Regions from separate parts of the Mus musculus genome. Here region 1 is linked to region 2. A link is a contact called in public Hi-C data. All regions are on one chromosome and are shown on one strand. The core of a region is the stretch at or near the end of the contact, and the rest is flanking DNA. Distances in the headings are between cores, read along the strand shown.

Region 1 (4,491 bases), core at 1,691-4,190, 160 kb after region 2:
ACACATAGGGAAGGAAGCATCTATGCCCAAGAGAATGACCTAGGATCAGTGTCAGCCTTCGTAGTTTTTTAAGCTCCTTGGCAGGTCGTACTGTAATATTTCCACAAAACAGTAGTGAACGGCCCTCTGAATAATAAGCAACTTTTCAAGAGCCAAAACACGCACTGTGCAGCATGCTGGGACTAGAATATGGAAATTGTTTTAATTTCTTCTTTTCTCTTATGAGGAAATCACTGCACTTGGTTTGTCAAGACAAGACAGTTCATTCCCCTGTATTGAAACAGTGATGAATTGAAACATGTTGGAGCAAGTTTTTAAAGAAAATCAAAATTAAACTGGTTTTTCTTAAATAGCTTAAAGCGTTCCACAGTACACAATAAATGAAGCATTGTAAAATGAACTTAATGCAAGTAATCACTTAAGAGAGAAGTTTAAGCAGATAGATATATATATACATACACATATACATCATCAGTCTTGCAGTTCCAGGCTATAATTAATTCTCAGAAACTTGCTGAATTCCCTCTAATTTTGTTTCTATATATACTTACCAAGACAGGGAGCAAATGTGTGTCAATATGTAGCATGACAAAGAGAACTTGGGTGAAGTTTTCTACTTGTGGAGACCCATTTGGACTGGGCTTGAAATATCTCTGGGTAAATCTCATCTGTGGCAGTGTCCCCACACTACAGTAAGGCTTCCATAACCATTCTAAGCAAAGACTGCGCTTTTGTTTATTGAAGTAAAATCAGTAAAAGTGTGCAGTTGGCTCCCCAAGGCAGCTGACCGGTGCTAATAGGTGCTAATTTGACAGATTCTCAGAATGAGTTTCCAGATGGAATTAGACAGTACCACAATCTCCAGGAGAGCCCTGGTCCTTTCATTCAAGTATGCTTAATAGACTGAGTGTCCACAGAATAAAAACACTTTTGTTGTGAAAATGTACCTGTTTTATGAATAAACATGTGGGTTTTGTGAATTTAAGTAAGTTTGTTGTGCAATTTGCTTACTTTCCAGGTAGGAGGATCTCACTATATGCCATAGTGGTAAACACACTATGTAGCCCACACAGACCTCAAAGTCTGGTTCTCTCTGCCTCTGCTAGGAGGGAGAGAGAGGGAGAGAGAGAGACAGAGAGAGAGAGAGAGACAGAGAGAGAGAGACAGAGAGAGAGAGAGGCAGACAGAGACAGAGAGAGAGACAGAGACAGAGAGAGAGAGCTTTAAAAACAACTGAATTAAGTTCAAAGAATATATATCCAAAGTACCCTGTTCTGAACATGTTATTTTTTAATTATGCTCAGCTTATAAGAATGTCCTTCCTCCCAGGAGCATTTCTTGGGTTTTGGAAATCTTGTTACGTTAGATAAAGGAACTATTTGAACCACTGACCCTTAAGATTTAGGTTTTGAAAACCTAATGAGAAACATTAAGATTAAATTTGACCCTTAAGGTCTGGACTGTATGAGTTTGTTCCCAATGTCTGTCTGAGTTTCAGTAGACCTGGAGGGAGGGAGTGTCTTGACATGGTCTTGACACCTTCAAGAGAACCCTGACATTCCCCAAGTGAACTCATTTACATGTGTGAGCATCTAGTCTTTGTTCAAGACTGATTGAAGTTCTGGGCCACCTCTCTATATATATCACCTTATATCTTGGATGCTTGGACCTCTGGTCACTTATAAGTAGATTTCCCTGGTGACCCTGTACCAGTCAGCCAATTCTGAAATGTAATTAGAGCTGTACATGAAACGCTAACAAAGACTGAAAATTTGGAAACCCATTTCGTAGTGTTTTGGTCATCTTGGTACACTGTGCCAATTCCCACACAAAGGATACCCTCCCGGGAGTGGGGTGGAGTGGAGGTCTAGACTAGAGAGCCTGGACGATGTAACAGCAAGGTACTACAAGCTGCAAACCCTGGGCCCAGGAGGTACCTTGCCATTAATTAATTTTTATGTATGTTTTAGCATAACTTAAACTTCCGTTTCTCCATCTATCAAAATTGTCTAGTATTTTAAGTATAACCCATAGCCCTCTAAGTACTGAAATAAGCATACCACACCCATGTGTTAATTTCCCCATCTGTTTAGAAATGCTTCCTAGAGTGGGCACTCATTGGAATCTCCTATGTAGTTTGTAAATCAGTCTAACTCCCTGGAGTCAGCTGAGCCTGCATTCTAGTACTTTTAAAGCCCCTCAAACAATGATTCTTATGAAATGCCATAGTTAAGAACTACTTTTTCAAAATGGAGTATGTATACTTATATAAATCCTGGATGTTGAAGGAGACACAGTTGACCCAGAAGAATAGCCCTTTAAAAAAAAGGGGGGGGGGTGAGGCTTTCTCCAAATCTGAAATTACATCTACTTTCAGACAAATGAGTAGGAAGTCTTTAGGGACAAGGTGTCAATCAATAGTAATGCATTTTAATCAAAGAGATGTGTTTTCTTTACCTTTGAGCCTCCTCTATTCTGCTGCATTAGACCCTACACATCCGAACACATCATTCCCCACACTGAGCTAGGTACTGCTACCCTCCTTTAGAAGATGAGCTTTCAAAGTGCCTAAATAATTGTCTGGAATTTCTACATAAACCTCTGGGGTTTGCCTTTGATCCATGATCGTTAATATCATTAATAGGCACTCTAAAAGTGCATGTGAATCTCAAGCTAGCATTTGGCAGAGCAGCGGAAGAATGAACGCTTTTAAACCAGTTTGGCTCAGGAAGCGCATGTGAAATAAGCCTGTGGGAAAATCGGGAGACTTTCTCATCCTGCAGGGGATTACCTCGGATGAGATACTGACCTTGTAGTTTAAGTCCAGTTACGTTTCTTAAAACCTCACTCATTACCCAGCCTGATTTATATTAAAGGCTCAAGTAGCCTGTGAGAGGCCTCTGTGATGATGTACGCTTTGTGTTTGTCGCTTTCTGCACAGTACCCTGCAGACACCATATCATATGTGCATGCCTGTGTGCGTGTGCCTGTGTGTGTGTTGTGGGTGGTTTCTTTAAAAAGAAAACCAGTTCCTGCAGGAGATTTACTACAGTGTTTCTCTCAGAAAGTAGCTGGAGGCTTCTTTTCCTGGGACTCTACAGCAATCAAGCCCAGAAGGCCGAGTGTGTCAGGGTGAGCTGATCACTGACCTCCACGGGGGAGAGGTCACTAAAACACAGAAGACTCAAAGGGGAGGAAGAGAAAGCAACTCCACAGCAGGGATTTGACTTGCTTTAGGGCAGAGGCGCTTCTCTAAAGGAGTCCCCAGTCTCCCACGCCCTTTCGCCTGCTCTGTTTCTGCTCAACACACACACCACACCGCCCAGACACAAGCACACACAGCCCTAACTCCTCAAAAAAAAAAAAAAAAAAAAAAAAAAAAAAAAAAAAAACGACTCACACCCTTTCTCCACCTGCCCCTAAGCTGTGGACAGATTGACAGCCCCTTCTCCAGGGGAGGCAGCTGATGGATTGACTGGAAATTTTTCTAGACCCAGTGGCTCTGAAGACCTTTTTTAGTTCCTCCTTCACACGCCTGACTGGTGAGAAGAACACAGAGGATTCTTTCCCAAACCCATTGTGGGTGCCTGGGAGGGCCTATCCCAGCTCATCCATTCTTGTCAGAGGAAGGTGAGTTGGTAAATCAGAGCTGTCCACAGTCAGAATGTGGAAGACTAGGCTGGGGCATTTGGGACACATCCCAGGAGGAGTAGCCTGGAAAAAGCCCTCAGCAAGGATGCTGGAAACTTGTGAAACAGCAACATGGGTTTATTTACATATTGCCCTGAAAAATGCTACCCTGGTGAGCTTTTTCCTTGTGCCATTCTGCTCAGTGGGAGATGCAGATGAGGCATATGGAAAGGCTTTCTCAGTGGCTCACCAGTGAGAAGGGCTCTGCCTGGCTCAAACTATCTCTGAGACCAGAGGCTCTCTCTCTGTACAAAGGTATAGTGGGGCTGGGGAGAGTACCTGCTGTTATGATATTTATTGTGAAACTAAGCATCTTAATTTGGGAAAGACTTAAAGACAAAAATGTCCATCCATCTATGTTCTATGAATAGCAAATCAGCATGCTTTCCCGTTTCTTTCTAAATTTGATGGCCTCCTGAACCCGGTTGTACATGAATTGGGCTCTTGATTTGCATGTTTGTTGGGTCTACTCTCAGATCCCTATAGTATTATAGGAATCTTTCTGAACTTGCAAGATTCCCTTAAGTCTTCTGCTACCAGCTATGCCTGCCTACCTAAACCAGCTTCTTTGCACATGAATGCAAGACAAGGTGGGGAAGAAGGTTGGTCTTGACATTTAGTCTATTCTCAATCCAGTGAGGAAGCAGGGGGAGAAACACTATAAATGTGGAAGTCATGGAGGGAAAATAAGTGTTGAGAAAGGCTCTTTGGGGAAAAGCCATCACAAAAAGCATGTTCGAAGTGCCCAATCTACTGAAAACCTCTATAAAACAGTCAAACATCAGGTTCTTTCAAAACAAT
Region 2 (4,585 bases), core at 1,329-3,828:
CTGTGAAATAGTGAAGTTTTCAGTCAGTTGCCTTTGGTAAGTGGCAGTTGGGGTCTTTGTGTCTTGTTTTGTTTTCCCAGTTTAGGGTTTCTCTGTATACTCTTGGCTCTCCTAGAACTTGCTCTGTAGACCAGGCTGACCTCGAACTCAGAGTTCCACCTACCTATCTTTGAATACAAGGATTAAAGGTGAGCACTATCGTACCTGGCTTCTAGACTTATTTTTCTTATGGCATTTTAATCAGTGTCTGCATAGTATACAGAAACTCAGTGAATAAAGAAAAATGTTAACGAACTAAATTTATCCAGAGTTTTCATAAGGATATATCTACTTTTGACCACCTTGGTTGAAAAATAATTGGAGCTTGAATAGATCATGTTTTCAATAGGTACCAAATAGTGTGCCCATTTTGTGTGTGTGTTTGTGTATGTGTTCGGGTGGTTTACTTGTACAACTTTCCTAAACATGGATTTAACTTTTTTTTTAATTAGATATTTTCTTTATATACATTTCAAATGCTATCCCGAATTAACTTTTTAACAAGCAACTTTTCCTTTTTAAAGTGAAAACTATTTTCCTGTCTTTCCTCATCTGAGTGTTTTTCCCCCTACTTCCCTCTGTCTTTCTTTGTCTCTCTCTCTCTCTCTCTCTCTCTCTCTCTCTCTCTCTCTTTCTCTCTCTCTCTGCAGCCATGTCTAAAGAGGAGAGTCCTTGAAACAGCAGCTTTCATGATCTCTGGATGTCTACATCCCTGTAGTTTACAGCAAGGAGGTCTGTCCTACACTGCAGTGACTCTTCCTAGTTAGAAGAAATGGTAGCAGCAGGGACACGTCTCTCCAAGCATCTGTAGTTATCATAGTTGAAATCATTCGTTGTCCCATCCCCGTATTTAAAATACTTCTAATTGTATAAACTTTTAGAATCAAACAAAAGTCAGGTTTAGACAGATGTTAGCAAACTAAAGCATGTATGACAGCCATTTGTTTTAGAAAAAATAAAGTTTTATTTGTACACAGGCACTTCTATTTGTCATCAGTTGTCTCTGGTTGCTTAAGCTTTAGTGGGCTGGTTTAAGTAGTTATAATAAAGGCAGAGCTCACTGCCTACAAAGTAGACATAACATTGCTTTAATTTTATAATATGTGTGTAAATATTTCTTGAAACACATCTCACTTTCTACTAGCCAAATATCAAATACTCAGTAGGTGCCGGTAGCTAGTAACAGTTGTATTGGATCACACACACACACACACACACACACACACACACAAACACACACACACCACACCACACCACACAACACACACACATACATTTCAGTGCTTAAAATCCAAAGTCTCATGCATGCCAGATGAGCTGTAGACTTGAGTTACTCCTGGCCCTGGCAGAATAGGTCTAAATGGCTGTAAATGTTCTTACCTGCTTAAAGCATGTCACAGTAAGCATTCAATGGAATTAACCCAAGGTTAGTTAATGAAGGTTTCATTGAACGCTTACTACAAGCATCAGGCAAGCCCAAAGCAAATAGTAACAGATATGAACACTCAAGTATTAATCATAGATATTTGTCCATTAAAACACAAAGTGTTCGAGAAAAGAAACAGAACAATAAATTATTGCTTAAAATGTCCAATCATGTATCTGATATCTGCCTCAGGAAAAGTTCAGGGTCCCATTCCTGGCTTTAAGAAGAGTAAAATGTTGCCAGGCTTCATTCCCAGTAATTACATTTTAAGATTTAACATGTTTAACTTGGGCTCCAGAAGAGCAGTACAGTGAAAGCCCCCAAGCTCATTGTCTGTCTCTAGATCATTTCCTCTGCTTCCTGCATCTGTTTTCTTGGATTAGTTCGGTATTACAGCAAAGTCTACGATTCTTTTGGCCACGAAGACTGCTTTCCCACTTCCCCTCCCAACCACTTACTGTTTCGTGGGTGGGAAAATTTTTGTTGTGAGAGTTGATTAATTAGAAGGGATTCCTGGCTTCCCTAGCAATGGCAGCCTGGGAAGATTACAGAGCCTGGCTTAGTGACAGGCAGGCCAATCTGTATTTAAGGAAAACTTGGACCAGCCAAATTTCCCTGGAATGTGGATCTGGCTTTGTCTTCTACAGGGAATGTGCAGTGACCCTTTGCCCCTTCCCACCACTGTAGAAGGCTGACAGCATCTCCTTTTGCTGGTCCATACTGTCCACTTTTTCTTTGGGGTCTGTGGGGAAGTACTGGTGTAAAAAGCCTGAGTTGTTTTCTAAAGTTGAAATATAATAGGTGTAAATGTTTATTAATGCATAAAAAGGAAATGAGTTTACTATATTTTAAATTTTTCTTTATATCTTTATTATTTATGCTTTTTCTTTCTCCTGGTAGCAATTTTAGTTTTATACTGAGATCTACATTTCAGCTAACATTTCATCAGTCTTTGCATTTGTAGAACACCAGAAAAAGTTAAATATGCTCAAATATTGATGTGATTTCCTTGTTATAGTAAAAGCGAATGGGAAGAGCAATGCATTGCATTTCTAGAGAAAGAGACAGCTGAATAGAGATTGGCTGTCAGGCTTTTGTCTTGCTAGCTTCCCTCTGTGAATCACTTACAGCCTGTGTCCTAGGTTTTTGGTGTACCTAAAGGGGAATGCGCCACTGACTGTGTCACCATTGCTTATTTGAAAGTTGATGCATTGATCTGGTATGAAGCATTGAAAACAAGATTGCAGCAGGTATTTCCATATAGGGTGAGTTCTACTTACTGACCTTCTGGATGTTAAGAAAGATTGAAGTGAAGCGCTCCAAAAGAACAATTAAAGGCACTTCAAGTAATCCTGGTATTTATAAGAAATACAGCTGAGAGGAGAGCGACCTGTATCCCTGAGAACACTTTTCCAATATTTGTCTTTGCCTAACTTTGAAAGCCTAAGAAGGATAAGTGTATTCCTTCTCCTGAGTCTTAAACTCACCACTTTCCCAACCTCTTCAGCTGTTTCTTTTGAGAGCTCTGTTCTTTTGAAGGCTTTGGGCTGTAGTGCCGTGGCTGGCAATGTGCTCCGAGTGTGCAGACTGCTGTTGCTGCATTGCCAGATTGGGAAATGTGTGCAGCTAGGTGTGTGCTGCTTACTTGATGGAACTGGAACAAAACTGCTAGCAGCTTTCTGACATTACCCAGCTCAAACTATCATGGCTGTGGAGGTTTGGGGTACCTTCTTACACCATAGGAGAGTTGCTGTGGGTATTGATGGCTTTGCAGCAAGAGGATGTATTTGTTTTGAAATAAAGCTTCTTTTACCAAGTGTTCTCTGTCAGTTCTCAGGCCTCCCTGTCACAGTCTGTTTCCTTGGAATAAAACCTGTTTTTGTTTCCTTTTTTTATAACTGAAAAATGTTTCATGTTTTCTTCTACTTGCCAGACTGCTCCAGGTTTGCCTGATGAATGAGTCTTGTTTTCTTTGATATAGAAACCAAATATTCCTATGCTAATTATACTTACTTTATGTTCAGTGCCCAGTAGGTGCATCTTATTGTCACACATTGCACACATTGTCCTAGAACACCCCCGAGAAGGACTTCTCCTCTGTTTCTTTTATGTCACGGGACCTGAATACTCTAGGATATTACCGAGGTGACCAGTACCACTCCTTCTGTGTTTTTTCCTCATAACTTCTTTTTCTGGACAGGTAATGTGTAATCTTCAATTTGTGGTATATCCTTTACTTAAAAGTTCTGTCTTTCTCTATTTCTGCCATAGGTGTTCCTAGTGACTTTTAAAATAATTCTTTTACAAGCAGCTTCTGTTTATTTGTAATTGTTTATGCATGCTGTATGTGTGTGTACTTGATTGTACACATGTTCACATATGTGTAGCCAGAGGCCAACCTGGGGTGTCATTCCTTAGCATCCACCTGTACCTTTTGAGACAGGGTGTCTTAGTGGCCTGGAACTCAGCAAACAGGTTTGACTGGCTGGTCTGCAGGTCCTAGGGATCCACTGGTCTCTGCCTCCACAGTGGGGAGATTAAAGATGTTCTCAATTTTTCTTTGTGAGTTCTCTGGATCAAAGTTAGATTCTCATGCTTGCATTTTACCCTCTGAGCTACTTCCACAGCACACCAACAGTTAGCCAATTAATTCTTCTTAAACAGATAACAGAATGACAACATGTAGAGTTCACTTCTATGTCATTCAACATTAAACTGTAACACTATTTTCTTATAATGATTTTGTTTTTCCTGATGCACATGCAAAGTATGTGTTTTATTTTATCTTCTAGTGTTAAAACAATCTTTACTAGAAAGGTAGACTCAGGATCCTTCACCAACTGTATGGATTCTCTCTAAAGGCTGTAGAGGGCATCATTGTTCTATGTTTCCTAAGGTAACTTCTCTAGATACTGTGATCCAAGAAAGCAGGCCGACTGAATTGCTGTTAAAATGGATGGCTCAGTCTCAGATTATCACGGAACCTTAAATTCTGGTCTGCTTGCCCATTGGTTGTGTATATAGGTACTCCAGAGTCTGTTATACACACGTGTATTTCTCTTGCTTCCATCCCAACATACTTACTAGGATACACCACACTGGACACTACAGTGAAAACAA

The links. A called contact is a pair of places that touch in the nucleus more often than the background predicts.
Region 1: a contact with region 2 is called in a Hi-C map of stem cell-derived motor neurons, with 4 times the contacts expected there. The contact joins two enhancer-like sites. A contact is called at or near these places in 9 of 484 Hi-C or Micro-C datasets (the AML12 cell line, cerebellum, embryonic heart and 5 more), 1 of 115 datasets of contacts at active chromatin or transcription factors (stem cell-derived neural progenitor cells) and 2 of 9 other capture datasets (adipose tissue and pancreatic islet).

What each region holds. Positions count from the first base shown.
Region 1 is chr2:137,070,966-137,075,456 of GRCm38.p6, forward strand. It overlaps Slx4ip (SLX4 interacting protein), which reads left to right. Exons shown (of 8, transcript NM_028834.3): 8 at 1-985. Among named protein-coding and RNA genes, the nearest start is that of Jag1, 43 kb to the right of the region's middle. Within about 2 kb of position 2,941, at least 20 of the 459 cell types and tissues checked have an H3K27ac peak or open chromatin away from gene starts, as enhancers often do. A contact at or near this core is called in stem cell-derived motor neurons, where this site is marked.
Region 2 is chr2:136,910,188-136,914,772 of GRCm38.p6, forward strand. All of the region lies in intron 2 of Slx4ip (SLX4 interacting protein), which reads left to right. Among named protein-coding and RNA genes, the nearest start is that of Slx4ip, 20 kb to the left of the region's middle. Within about 2 kb of position 2,579, at least 25 of the 459 cell types and tissues checked have an H3K27ac peak or open chromatin away from gene starts, as enhancers often do. A contact at or near this core is called in stem cell-derived motor neurons, where this site is marked.